Regions from separate parts of the Mus musculus genome. Here region 1 is linked to region 2. A link is a contact called in public Hi-C data. All regions are on one chromosome and are shown on one strand. The core of a region is the stretch at or near the end of the contact, and the rest is flanking DNA. Distances in the headings are between cores, read along the strand shown.

What was found. Hi-C and Micro-C count contacts between places; a contact is called where the count stands out from the background.
Region 1: a Hi-C map of muscle stem cells shows a contact between it and region 2, with 2.5 times the contacts expected there. The contact joins the promoter of Catip here to the promoter of Arpc2 in region 2. A contact is called at or near these places in 15 of 39 promoter capture datasets (the 3T3-L1 cell line, the C10 cell line, the HPC-7 cell line and 10 more), 6 of 484 Hi-C or Micro-C datasets (CD4 T cells, the N1E-115 cell line, bone marrow-derived macrophages and 3 more), 20 of 115 datasets of contacts at active chromatin or transcription factors (the 230-238 cell line, DN3 thymocytes, the HPC-7 cell line and 10 more) and 3 of 9 other capture datasets (adipose tissue, liver and pancreatic islet).

The regions. Positions count from the first base shown.
Region 1 is chr1:74,360,840-74,367,755 of GRCm38.p6, forward strand. Catip (ciliogenesis associated TTC17 interacting protein) reads left to right here and starts at 1,296. Exons shown (of 10, transcript NM_001379457.1): 1 at 1,296-1,347; 2 at 1,528-1,683; 3 at 1,911-2,108; 4 at 2,413-2,468; 5 at 3,478-3,564; 6 at 3,710-3,877; 7 at 5,778-5,902. The coding sequence starts at 1,323.
Region 2 is chr1:74,234,966-74,242,013 of GRCm38.p6, forward strand. It overlaps Arpc2 (actin related protein 2/3 complex, subunit 2), which reads left to right and starts at 1,552. Exons shown (of 10, transcript NM_029711.2): 1 at 1,552-1,934. The coding sequence starts at 1,861.

The sequences.
Region 1 (6,916 bases), core at 46-2,545, 130 kb after region 2:
CAGAAATTTAAGGTCATTCTCTGCTTCATTAAGTTTGAAGTCAGCCTGGGATATATAAGACCCTGTCTCAAAACAACAAAACAAGGGGCTGGAGAGATGGCTCAGTGGTTAAGAGCACTGACTGCTCTTCCGAAGGACCTGAGTTCAAATCCCAGCAACCACATGGTGGCTCACAACCATCCATAATGAAATCTGACGCCCTCTTCTGGTGCATTTGAAGACAGCTACAGTGTACTTAGATATAATAATAAATCTTTAAAAACAAAGAAAGTTCCCAGCACTTGGGAGGCAGAGGCAGGAGGATTTCTGAGTTCGAGGCCAGCCTGGTCTACAGAGTGAGTTCCAGGACAGCCAGGGCTACACAGAGAAACCCTGTCTTGAAAAAATCAAAAAGAAAAAAGAAAAACCAAAAAGGAAAACAAAAAAGACAAAAGAGAAAAGACTTTGCTGTCCCTCTCAGCGTGACCATCATTATGCCTACATGCCTCAATGATGACAGTCCCAGTAAGATGAGGAGGCATCCAAGCTCATAGGTGAGTCACAGAGGCCCCTCTGAAAGTTGCAGCTTGCAGAAAAGAAGATGAACAGCCTTGGTGAACCTGGGAATTAGAAACAGTTTCTACTGAGTGCGAAGGCTTTCCCACCATCGTAAAGGCAATGAATGGGAACCTGAGGCTCAGGAGATAGGAGACTGTTTTTATTGGGACTGTAGCACACAAAGACAGTTGTCCAACCTTGAAGTGGATTCTGTGTGTGAGCCTAGGTCCGGCCCAGGAGTCATGAGTGCCCGGTTTATGGGCACAAGTCACTACTTCTGGTTTAGTCTACTACTTCTTTGTATTATTATTATTATTATTATTATTATTATTATTATTATTATTATTATTATTATTATTATATTTTATATATTTGGGTGTTTTGTTGGATGTTTGTGTGTGTGCCATGTATGTCTCTGGTATCCATGGAGTCCAGAAGTGGGTGTTGGATCCTACAGAACTAGAGACAGTTGTGAGCCATCTTGTGAGTGCTGGGATTCAAACCCAGGCCCTCTGGAAAAGCAGCCACTGCTTTCAACCGCTGAGCCACCTCTCTAGCCCCCTTCGTCCATGAATTCCCAAGGAAGTTGTAAAGACCTGCTTTCCCTCAGCCTCTTAAGAATGTCAAAGGCTCCCTCTGCTGGACAACCTCTTAAGCTTGGGCTGAGCCCCAAAGCTTGACAAATCTAGGTTCAGTAAAGTGGGTTGATTGCCCTTTAAGAGGCAGTACCTAGCTTTCTGGTTGCCATGGAGACTACTAGTCACAGACTGACTAGCCTCAATAAAATGTCTTCCAAAGTTTCCCCCACTGGTGAGGAATGGACTTCTGGTCTGTGGGTGGAGGGAGAAGGGGTATTTGTCCCTTGCAAACCCACCAAAGTGTGGTCTTCGCAAATTTAACTTTTGGGGATGGGGATCAGAACCAGGTATCCCTACCTACTCTACCCTTTTCTCTAGAGTCTGACTTATTAGCTTTTTCTTCCTCTTGTAGTTTCCAAAGCCAAGGACCAGCATCACTTAGGCCAGCTGCAGCAACAGCAGCAGCAGCGGCAGCAGCAGCAGCCATTCCCAGAAGCCAATGCTGAAGCCATCAGCTTTCTCAACTCCTTCTGTGAGCCAGATGGTGGGGCAGGCGTGGGGAGGAGAGGTACAAGTCTCTCTCTCCACCCGATCCTCTTGAGATTCAGAAAAGACCTGTTTGCTAATGAACATGGAGGGACAAGCCTGTCGGGGAGAGCTTTACCAGCTGGCACCGAGTGATGACAAGGAGGAGTGACGGGGCTGGTTAGGAGATGGGAGACGTGACAAGGGGTGAGTGGGTGGTGTGGGGTCTAGAGGCTGGGCCTGGAGAGACAGCTTCTCTGCACCACCCAGGGCTGGAGGATATGCTCCTGTTCTTCCCGGAGACTCTGGCCATCCTCTCAGACACAGGGGAACCTCAGGGAGAACTGACCATTGAGGTGCAGAGGGGGAAGTACAAGGACGACATAGGGATCCTGACCCACTGTCTACTGGTCCACGCCTCTAGCCGCGGCTTCCTAGACAAATCGCTGTGTGGGAGCTCCCTCCTAGGTACAGCCCTGACTGCTGCCTGTCCCTCACATCTTCTCTCCACGCCCCACCCCCATTCCAATCCATAGGTCCTTAATTGGGACCTGCCCCTTGACTTACCTGGGAGAGGGTAAAGCCTGGGGGAGGGGAAGAAGAGGAAGGGGGAGAGGAGAGGGAGGAGGAGGGGAGGTCATTCCCAGTCACATACCCAGGACAAGAACAGTGTTGACCACCCTGTCATTTTCCCATGGCCACGTTGCCCCAGCCTGGGCCAGCCCGTTCCCTAGCGTCCATCCTATGACATCAGTGCCTCCCTGTACCCCAGGCTACCTAAACAACAATCTGGAGCTGATGGAACAGCACAGTCAGGAGTTCATCAAGGTATTTACTCCCAGCCTCCCCCAGCCTTGCCCCTGCTCCAGGGTAAGCCAGAACATGGGCTTTACGAGGGTGGGAGGGACCTCTGGAGAATATCACACTCCCATATCCCACCAGCCCGAACCTGCACCACACACGGTTGGTTTGATAACCAGTCACCTCCATTACTGCTGCTGATGTTGTCTGGATGCACAAACCGAGCCCAGCCCACTGGCCTCCTCCGGCCTGAAAGCCTGGTCCACTTCCCAGAGCCACGTGACCTGACCTTTCCCAGAGCCTGTCACTATTTAGCCTCCAAATCTGGCTCTATCCTCTTCACCCAGTCCCTTCAGAAACTTCCTCTGTGGGGCCATGCCCTGTCTAAACATGGGAGATGACTTGGGCCTAACAGCCTTCTCAGAGAATCTGTTCCCAGCTTCCAGCCTGTGTTCCGTTCTGAGGTTTACAGCTGTTCATCTTTCCTATTACATACTATGGGCCTATTTCTGACTTCCACCATAAATGGAAGATCTCCTTTCCTCCCTCTCCTCCCCTTCCTTCCTATTTTGAGGCAGTCTCATAACTAGACTGGCCTCAGACATGGTGTGTAGCTGAGGGTGATTTGGAACCCCTGACCCCCCTCCCAAGTGCTGGACCACCACACCAGGCTATGAGGACCACCACACCAGGCTATGAGGCTTTTTGTTCATCTTTTTGTCTGCTTGCCCGCCTGCCTGCCTGTCTTATTTTATCTTTTTTATTTATCAAGACAGGGACTTTTGTCTTATTTTGTTTATAAAAAACTAAGATTGACTGCATTTGCCTATAATCCCAGTGCTTAGGAGGCTGAGGCAGGAGAATTGTTGCAAGTACAAGGCTATCCTGAGCTACATAGGGAGTTCCAGGCCATTCTGAACTATTTTTTTTTCTCTCAGAAAAACAAACCACAGACAAACAGCGTCGAAGATAGGATGGGAGGTAGCCTCTCAAGGGCGAGCACGTGATTGTCTCTCCTGTGTGCTCTGCTCTTCAGTTCCCTGTCCTTCCCATGGAGAGGAAGATGAGCGTCCTGAAGCAGGATGGCCAGTTTGTTGTGACCAGAAGTGTCAAGGAGGGTGAGGTAAGAGTGAAAGCCAAGTGGGAACCCCTCCCACATCCTCAGAACCACAGCAGGGACGAGCTGTGCGAGGTCAGGTGCTTACATAACCAACACCCTGCTCCAACACCTCCTGCCTCTTCTGAGCTCCAAGATCTGCCCCAAACAGGAAACGAAGACCGGAGTCTCTGTTTTCCCCTATAAAACATTCAAGGGCTTTGTCTCCAGTGCAGCCAATGTGGTGCTGCTGAGAGTGATGGCCTGGCAGCAGTCGGTGCCCAGTGGGGCTCGCTTCCTAGCCTTAGACTCGGAGGGCAAGCTCTGCCATTGCACCTACGTGAGTACTGTCTCTGGGCAAAGGAATCAACCTGGGGAGAACTAGAAGGGTCATGAAGGCCACTGAGGTGGGAAACACAGATGTGATGTGGGAGGGTGGTAAGCAAGGTGGGTTGGGTCTAGGTCCTGAGGGCAAAATGAAGTACACTGGAGCAACAGCAGTTAGACAAACGTGGTAGGAAGAAGAGTGAGAACAGAGCACCCGGGATAAGTGGGAACGAAAAGGTGGGAAGCAACCTTCTGTACATAAAGGTCACTACACAGAAAAGACTCATGGAAGCCTGCTTTCTAAACACCTGCCTTCTAAGGCTGGAGAGACGTTCAGTGGGGCATGATGAGGCTCTGACTTTGATCCCCAAGCCCATGTAAATGCTGCACACATATAATCCCAGAACTGCAGCAGTAAAGACAGCCTGAGTGCATCAGGCTGCCTCAGGGCCCAGTGAGAGAGAGAGCCTGTCTCAAAACCAAGGTGAGGGCAGAGAGATGTCTCAGTGGTTGCGAGCACTTACTGGTTTTGCAGAAGACACAAGATCAGCTCACAGCACCCACATGGCAGCTTACAACCTTCTGTAACCCAAGTCCCAAGAGGTATACATCTACATCTACATCACATCTACATCTACATCACATCTACATCTACATCTACATCTACATCTACATCACATCTACCATCACATCTACATCTACATCACATCTACATCTACATCACATCTACATCTACATCACATCTACATCTATATCACATCTACATCTATATCACATCTACATTTACATCACATCTACATCTACATCACATCTACATCTACATCACATCTACCATCACATCTACATCTACATCACATCTACATCTACATCACATCTACATCTACATCACATCTACATCACATCTACATCTACATCACATCTACATCACATCTACATCACATCTACATCTACATCACATCTACATCTACATCACATCTACATCTACATCACATCTACATCTACATCACATCTACATCTACATCACATCTACATCTCCATCTACATCACATCTACATCTACATCTACACACATATATATGTATACACATATATAGCGCTTCTCGGCCTTTTGGCTAAGATCAAGTGTATGTATACACATATATACGTGTATGTAGGTAAAACATTCATACACATAAAGATAAAAATTTCAAATAAAACAAAATAGTTTCTGAAGAACCCACATACATGCATGCTAAACACCCACACACATGTGCACCTACGAACACATATACCAGTTTGTTGTGGCCCAAACTGGTCTTACCCCACTTCTCTGACAGAGTTTCACTGTGTAGCCCTGTCCATCCTGGAACTCAATCTGTAGACCAGGCTGGCCTCGAACTCACAGAGAACTGGTTGCCTCTGCCTCCCGAGTGCCGAGATTAAAGATATGTACCACCAGCTCCTGGGCTTTAGGCTCTCAACCCTCATGCCTTAACTCCCCAAATGCAATTACATGTGTGCACCACCACACTAGGCACTCTTGCAAATGTGCATACAGGTTTGTGCAGGTAGAGGACGGAGGTCGGCCTCAGGTTTTTTTTCTAAAGCACTGTCCACCTGGTTTTAGAGACAAGGTCTCTCATTGTATAGCACCTCCATCCCCATACTGGTCCTCCCTGTAACAAAATGTGCAACTAGCAGTGCTCCTCCATTGAGATGGCTTGAGAAGAGGGTGGCGGGAGCTGACTATTAGAGTCTGAAACATATCCTGAGAATTCAAACTTTGTGTCATATAAGGAACTGAATAGCTAAGCTTCAGTTCCCAGTGGTGAGCTGGGATGAAGACCCGAGGAGAAGGAAACACCTTCACCTCTAGGAGAAGGGGACACAAAGGGGGACATCGCCTCACTGTGCTCTCCACTTTGGTTGCTGTAGAAATCCCTGGGTTTCCAGACAATCCAAGTGGGCAACCAGCAGGCTAAAATGTTCATCGTGGAGCAAACCATACACTCTGAAGAGGGCATCCCCTTCTCCTGCCAGTACTACTTGCTCCCTGATGGGTGAGCCACTTGTGGGAAGGTCCAACGTGACCATGTCATGTGGTGGCTGGGAGCTCTGAATGTGAAGAAAAGATGTTCATGGGGTGGCATAGGGCACGGGAGTCACTCTTATCCCCAGGATGCTGCCAGGAAAAGCTCTCAGTGAGACCCGGGTGCTCCTTTGCTTTCCCCATCTCATTTGCTTAAAAAAAAAAAAAAGAAGAAGAAGAAGAAGAAGAGAGCTCAGGTTGGCCTCAAATTCACAGCCCTCCTGCCTTAGTACCCTAGGTGCTGGGATTACAGATGTGTTTTGGGCAAGGCATGATGCTTGCTGTTATCTGGGACAGGCCCCAAGAACTACAAAGATAAAGAGAGAAAGCAGTGCTCAAGGGGACACTGTAGTGTCTTACCTCAGCTGCCATGACAAAATACCACAAGATGAGTCAGCAACCTGGGGATGGGGAGGGAGGTTCACACCTGTCTTCCCAGCATTTAGGAAGCTGACACAGGAGGATGGCTCCAGGTCTGAGGGCCATCTATAGTAGTAAGATATTCCCTCAAAAGGGTGCACACAAGTTAAAGGATGGCTCAGCTGGAGAGGTGGGGAGGGAGTTTGCTGCCAAATTGGATGCCCTGAGTTCAATTCCTGGAACCCACTTAGCATAAAGAGAGAACCAACTCCTACAAGTTGTCCTCTGACCTCCACACAAGCATGTGTGTGAATGGTGTGTGTGTGTACATGCATGCACACAGGAAAAAATTAATGTTGAAGGAAAAAAGATCACTGGATGTTTTAAACAATGGCCAGCAGGGTTGGTTTCTGATGAGCTCTCTGGTTGTTTTCAGTGCCCCAGGGGGGAGACGGCTCTGTAGACTGCTTTCTCTGCATTCTCTTCCTGTTCTGAGGATGCTAATCCTTTCTGACTGAAACCCCACCATCATGCTGGTCAATTGACCTTAGTCATTTCCCAGAAGGCTTTCATTACACTGGGGTCAGAAGTGGGAGCCACTACCGCTGCCCTGTCCTATAGAAAG
Region 2 (7,048 bases), core at 302-2,801:
TTAGCAAAGCTAGTGGGACTCTATTGCTTAGCATACACATTTGTGCTTTGGGGTTTGAGAGATGGCTCAGCAGGTAAAGTACTTGCTAGGCAAGGCTGATGACCTGACTTTCATCCCAGGATTCCACAGTGGAAGAAGATAACCAATGTCCAAAAGCTGTCCTCCAGCCTCCACTCAACAACCACGATGCACATGTACTCTCCCTATAATAATAAATCTTAGAATTCCATATTTGTTCATTTGCTTTGAGACAAGAGACAAGGTCTCACCATGCAGTTCTGGCTTGCTTGGAACTTGCTGTGTAGAACAGACTGGCCTGGAACACACAGAAATCTGCCTGTCTCCACCTCCCGAGTGCTAGGATTAAAAGTATGCCTCACCACAAGCAGCAAAAAAGATTTTTTTAGAGACAACTGAAATGAAGTAAGAAAGGCATATTGGTGTGAACTGAGAATCCCAGAACTTGGAGACACCAATACATGTTCAAGGCTAGCCAGAGCTACAGAGCAAGTCCCTCTTTCAAAAATCTGGACAAACAGGGCCAGGGCGTGGCTCAGCAAGTTGTGCCTGTTGTTAAGCCCGATGACCTGAGTTCAATTCTCAGGATCCATGTGTTGGAGAGAGAAGGGAACTGACTACCAAAAGGTGTCCTCTGATCAATATCAAACAAAATTTTTTTTTTTATTGCATGGAGAAGAGGCTTAATTAAAATTGTTCCTGGAAGAGAAAAAAGTGGAAACATGGTACCCAAGCTGAAAGGACAGGTGGCGGTGGCGGCACTTAAGCAAAGAAATAAAGGTATGACAGGAATCCCTAAGGCCCATCTGGATTCCTTTCCTTTATTGCCCAATAACAACGTGGAATTTATTGCGTTTTTGTTGTTGTTGGTTTTTTGTTTTTGTTTTTTTTTTTTTTTTGGTTTTGGTTTTTCGAGACAGGGTTTCTCTGTATAGCCCTGGCTGTCCTGGAACTCACTTTGTAGACCAGGCTTGCCTCTGCCTCCTGAGTGCTGGGATTAAAGGCGTGCGCCACCACGCCGGGCTTTTATTGCGTTTCTTTTAGCAGACCATAAGCTTTAGAAGGTCAAGTCCTCATCTATTGCATTAATCACTGTATCCCTGGGAAGGAGAGATGGCCACTAAACAGTCGCTGGCGAAGAATAGGCACAACGGTGCTGCAGGGTAGCCCTAAGCACGGAATGAGCAAAAAGCACCCACAAGTTGGAAGCAAGGGATCCCCCCCACCCCAAACAAGCTTCTTAAGGGGGCTTCTGAAATAATATCGGAAGGGTGGAATCAGGCTTCTGGAATATTCGCGAAAGGGGCAGGTGGATTGTACGGACAACGGGGAATGACAGGTGAGCGTAGGACTCTCCTGGTCAGGAGGAGCGGGGCGGCGTGTGGCGCATGCGCACGCATGCCCTCTGCCTGCCTCCTCACCGGGACGCGCTTGCGGGCGAGTGCACGCGCGAGGTCGAAGCGGAAATGGCGCCGCGGGGCCGCGCGTGCGGGCGGCGAGCGGAAGTGGGTGTGAGAGCGGAAGTGGCCGGCTGGAGCCGGGGGCTGGGCGGGGACCGGGATCGTCAAGTAAGGCGGCGGCGGAGGCGGCGGCGGCTCGGCAGGCGGGTTGAAGCTTCGGGGGCCAGGTCGGTCGGGTGGTGGCTGCCTGCTACAGGCAGCGCGTGCCGGGCCAGCGCGTGTGTCCGCCTCTCCCCACCCCGCTCCCCGTCCCCTTCTCCCCTCACCTACCGCACCCAGCCCCCCTCGTCAGGGGCAGCGGGGCCGCTCCCTCCGTCCTACCCTCGATTGCCCACCCTCACCGCCCTTGTTTCTCCTTCCCCTGCCCGGGGCAGCCGCCGCCATGATCCTGCTGGAGGTGAACAACCGCATCATCGAGGAGACGCTCGCGCTCAAGTTCGAGAACGCGGCCGCCGGGTAAGCGCACGCCGGGAGGAGGCCGAGTTGACCCCAGCTAAATCCCGGGTGGCGTCCAGCTCCCCAGCCCTAGAGGGGGACAAATCGGGAACCTGGCGCGGCTTCAGGGTTTCCCTGGCAGGATGGACGTGGGAAGCCACGGGGCGCGGTGAGCCGAGGGCCTGAGATGCGTGGGGAGAGGCTGAGATAGGGATGCGGAAGCAGCGAGAGGACAGGGGCAAGGCGTGCCAGAGAACAGGAGACCTGTAGGACGTGAGGGCAGCCGAGGCCAGAAGTCACGCCCGAGAGCCTACGGTCCTCAGGGGGGAAGAGAGGGGTGCACTTCCCTCTGTCTTTTCCGTCATTGTACCGAACCCAGAGAGACCCTTTTGGGGAAGCTGGATTGAATGGAGTTTTCAGGAATTCCCAGGGCGAGGTGGGAAGAACGTGTAGGCCCAGATCGCCACCAGCATTCTGCTTCCCCACCCCCATCTCTCGAGACCCCAGGAAAAGCAGGAGGCAAGACTGAAAGCAGACCCAGGCTGCTAGGGGGGTAAAAAAAATCTCTAACCTACTGTGAAACTAGCCATTTTGTTATATATCCTTTAGGCAAAGCCAACGGTTCTCCATCCACACTCTCTTTAGCTCTCGAGACAAGCTTGCTCTATTTACTTATTGGTTGTGTGTCTTAAATTCTTATCAAAGACCCCGGTCTTTGATTTCTTCTGTAGTAATGCCGACTGGGTTAATAGCTGCTTCTGCTCCCAGAATCTATAAAGTTCTTAAGATAACCATTTATAACATCAGCATCTTAATATATGGGACGTATTTCCAGCCCTCTCTGTCATACACAAAAAAGCAAACTCCTCCCTTAAAGCCGCGTTGCCTCTCTAATATATTTAAAACCTGAGCAGAGGAATTGGGTTTTAGGTTCTAATTTATGGTGGCCTGTGGCCATTCCTTTGCCTCATTTCCTCATTGGTAAAGGTGGGGCTTCACATTTTGGTTTCACAGTTAGGAAATAAGTGCAGGCTGTTTTCTGTGAACTAGGAACTAGAAATAGGAAAGTGCTTGCCGATCCACAGAGGGAAGAGGACTGGGAGAGGGGGAATTCATTCATTCTCCCCCTTTAATTCTAAGCATTTGTAATGAACTTGTGGTTCACAGACATCGAAAGCATGAACCCACTACTTACTCGGAATACATTGTCTGCTCCGTCTCTTTTGTAAGGTTACAGATTTTACCTGCAAAACAAAATGGGACATTCCTTGAATTGGTGCATTCAGTGTCATGCTGTTTCCTGCCCTGGACTGCAGTTGAGCATTTGTGCACCTCACTTGTTTCTTGTCTGCAGCTTCTTTGCATTTTGAGTTTTGGAGTTAGTCAACACAGGGCACTTACTGTGGGTGAGGGGGGTGCGTGCTTTTTTTTTTTTTTAATTAGTGTAGCACAAAGGAGGAAGTTAAAATAACTTCTGCATTTTCACTGCTGATCTTAATACATACATTCTCAAGTCTTGACTAGCAAAGAATGAGTCCTGGGTGGTTACAAGCTGATCTACAAGATAAATGGCTGTGTGTGTTCAAGTGGAGGCATGCCTTTAAATGGAGGAGGACTTTCACACTTACTTATTAATAACTTGATTCTAAGATGTGACCCATTATTCAGAACTTTCTGTAGCCCTTTTTCTTTTAGAAAACTCTCCTTAAAGTTCTGTGGTTGGTGGTCTATGCCTGTAGTCCAAGCACATTCAACTGTAACTCCAGCTTTCAGGAGCTCATAGGAGACAGGAGGAACAAAAGTTCTAGGCCCTAGTGAGACTTTGTATCAAAGAAAAAAGAAAAAGGCAGGCCAGACTGGGTGTGATGTGCTTGTAATCCCAGTGCTTGGGAAGTGGAAGCAGGAGGACCAGGAGAGCAAGGCCAGCCTGGTCTACCCTGTTGCAAGTAAAAAGCTTACTCTTTCAGAAAGATTAAAATAGGGTTTTAAATTTGGAGGGCATAAGTTAGAATTTCTTTGGGGGGAGGTGGTAAGGGTGCTCACTGCAGCCAGGTAAAATGTCTGAGGAGGTAGGAGGTTTTGTCTTATTCTAGCTCATCCTTAGAATGTATGACTTAACAAATGCACTCAAAACATTGTGTTAAAAATACTTTGATGTCTTTGAGAAGAGACTATGGAGGGCGGGGATTTTCTGAAATTGGCTGTTTCTGTGGGGTGTAATGGCACCCTCCTATAATCCTAGCACTAGGGAAACAGGCAGAAGGGTCAACACAGGTTCTAGTCCAGCCAGGGATATTTAGTGAGACTTTATTTCAAAAGAAAAGAAATTAAAAGAAAAGCCTACCTCTGAAAAAAAAAAAGTGTTTCCAGGTCCGCCCTTTAAGATGAGGCAGCACTGGGGTGGTTACAGAGGTCAACAAGGATGTCTAGTGTGCTCATCATAAACATGGGTGCGTCTCACCAGAGCCCAATACCAGGCAGCAGCTGAAAGCATGGGGCCCTTCCGAAGAGAGCCTGTTATCGAAGTTAGGGAGGGACTGATGTATACGCTATATTGGGAGAAGATAACGAGCTTAAAGAGAAGAAGCCCGGAGACCCCAGAGAGATGAGAGGCTGTGCAGGGTGGAAGTGGGGAGAGCTGAGCCCCACACTGCTCTTTGCACTTGGCAGAAGAGATTAGTCAGGGAAGTTATGATCATGTAGCCTTTGCCAGAGGGATTCTTTCTGTTCTGGAGTGTCCTGTACCATAGCCACTTACTATATGTGGCCCGTTATTTAAATAAAAAGATGAAGTAAAACTAAAATTTGTTTCCTGAGTTGGACTAGCTGTGTTGGATCTTTAGACTCCATTGCCACTTGGGGCGAGCGACTGCTGTGTTTGCCCACTGTTCGAGCTTGTTACTGCAGACAGTTCCGTTGGACGGTGCTGGTCGCCTACTGACAATGAAGGTGTGAGCTGGTTTCCTCTGGGGAGGGTGTTTGAGTCCTCAGGGCCTTGCACATGCTGGGAAGCACTCGCCTGCACTGCTTCCCAGCTCTCGGGAGGCGTTCTTCAAAGATGTTAGAGTAGTGCAGTGCACACTCCAGAGTGACGTTGCACTGGCTTTCCTTTTCATTGTTTCACTTTATCTTTTTTATTTTTAATGATCCCTTGGGTTATCTTGCTGTATCTTTTTGCCTATAGCATCAGACTGAAAGCTTAAACTTGTATTTGGGTGAGACTTCTGTAAAACAACTCTTTAAGCATACAGTTGGCCACAATTATTTGTAATTTAAAGACAATTTTAACAAAGTTTCCTATTCTTTCCTGCCATACTCCTGAGAAGGAGTATTGGATCTCTCTGTAAATGTCTTCATAAAGGGATGCAGGAAAGTAACTCCTGTCAGATGACACAGTCTCTACACTATGACTAATTCAAAAGCTACACCCAACACTGTAAATAATGTCCTGCGTGAGTCTTATCAACAGCACTGCCTTTTCACTTGGGAATTCTTGCCCAGACCACAATTAAAGCAGAAGTAATCTGGAAATTTAATTGACTTCTTTTGTTACTACATACACACCAAGAATCTTTTATCCTCAGAAGCAAGGCCTGTCAACTTCGCAGTTACACAGTCCAGAGCTGAGGAATGCTGTTAGATTTGAGCTGCTGCTGGCTTTCAGTGCCTTCTGGCTCTTTACCACAGCCTGTGCATATTGTGGGAGCCGTGGTTCTGTGAGGGGGAGAGCTCAGTGAGCAAGCAGCACTGAGTGGGGTGGGCGAGGGCCGTGGGAGGAGAAATTTGAGAAAAGAACACATTAAATCTTGTAGCTACCGTGTTCTCATTCCCAAATATGCCACATATGTCCTCAGAGAGACAGACTGACTGGCTTAAGAGATTCGGAATTAGGACATTGTTTAAACCTATAGATGTAGTGGGATGTACTGTCTGATTGTTAAGATCAAGTTGATCTTTTTATACCGTCTTGTGATTGACACTTTGCTACCTGTCCTCTGGCCCCTGCATTGTCTTTGGGGAAGGAGTCTCTAAAACTGAGGACTATTGTTTCAGCCATTTCTGTTTCCTCAGAAGAGAGAGATCTGCTCAGTAAGTTTATCTTGAAGGAATAAATGCAGACTAAGAGATTCTTGTTTTCTTTAAAAGCTTATCTCCCTCCCCTTATTTTTGAGAGAGAGGAAGAGGGAATGAGAGCCATCATACATCAGAGACCAGAGAAGAAATGTCGTAATGTGTGTCCTACCGTATCGCTGTCTCATTCCTTTAAAACTAGGTCTCTTGCTGGACTTGGAATTAGTCTGGCAGTCAGCAAGCCCCAGTCATCCTCCTGTCTCAGCCTCTGTAGCACTGAGGTTATAGGCTTTTTCCGTGGGTCCCGGGGATTCTAGCTCAGACCCTCAGGCTTGCCCAGTGTGCGCTCTTCCCACTTAGCTATCCTGCTTCAGTGGCAGCCTTGCTGTTGCTGTGGTGCTGAGACGGGGTCTCTAGCCCAGGCTGGCTTCAAACTCATGGTGCTCCTTCTGCCTCAGTTTCCTGCCCCACTTTTCTAAGAGTGTATGTCAGCTTTTATTTTCTTGTTTTTTTTTTCTTTTTAAGATTTATTTATTTTATGTATACGAGTACACTGTAGCTGTCTTCAGACACACCAGATCCCATTACAGATGGTTGTGAGCCACAATGTGGTTGCTGGGAATTGAACCCGGGACCTCTGGAAGAATAGTCGGTTCTCTTAACCACTAAGCCATCTATCTCTCCAAGCCCTATTTTCTTGTTCTTTTGAAGGGTGGTTTAGGGAAAAAAAAAAAAAAAAGGTGGGGTTTACTTGGAAAGAATGATTGGAACTTTGTAGAGGACTTAAAGTAATCAGAAATCTTCAAGCTGGGCGTGGTGGTGCACACCTTTAATCACAGCACTCGGGAGGCAGAGGCAGGCGGATTTCTGAGTTCGAGGCCAGCCTGGTCTACAAAGTGAGTTCCAGGACAGCCAGAGCTATACAGAGAAACCCTGTCTCAAAAAACAAAAAGCAAAAAAAAAAAAAAAAAGAAGAAGAAGAAATCTTCAGTGAACACAACAGAAGATTTCTCTAATTGAGGGTAGAAGGGATAACCAGAAGAGGGCCACAGGTGCCCCAGTGG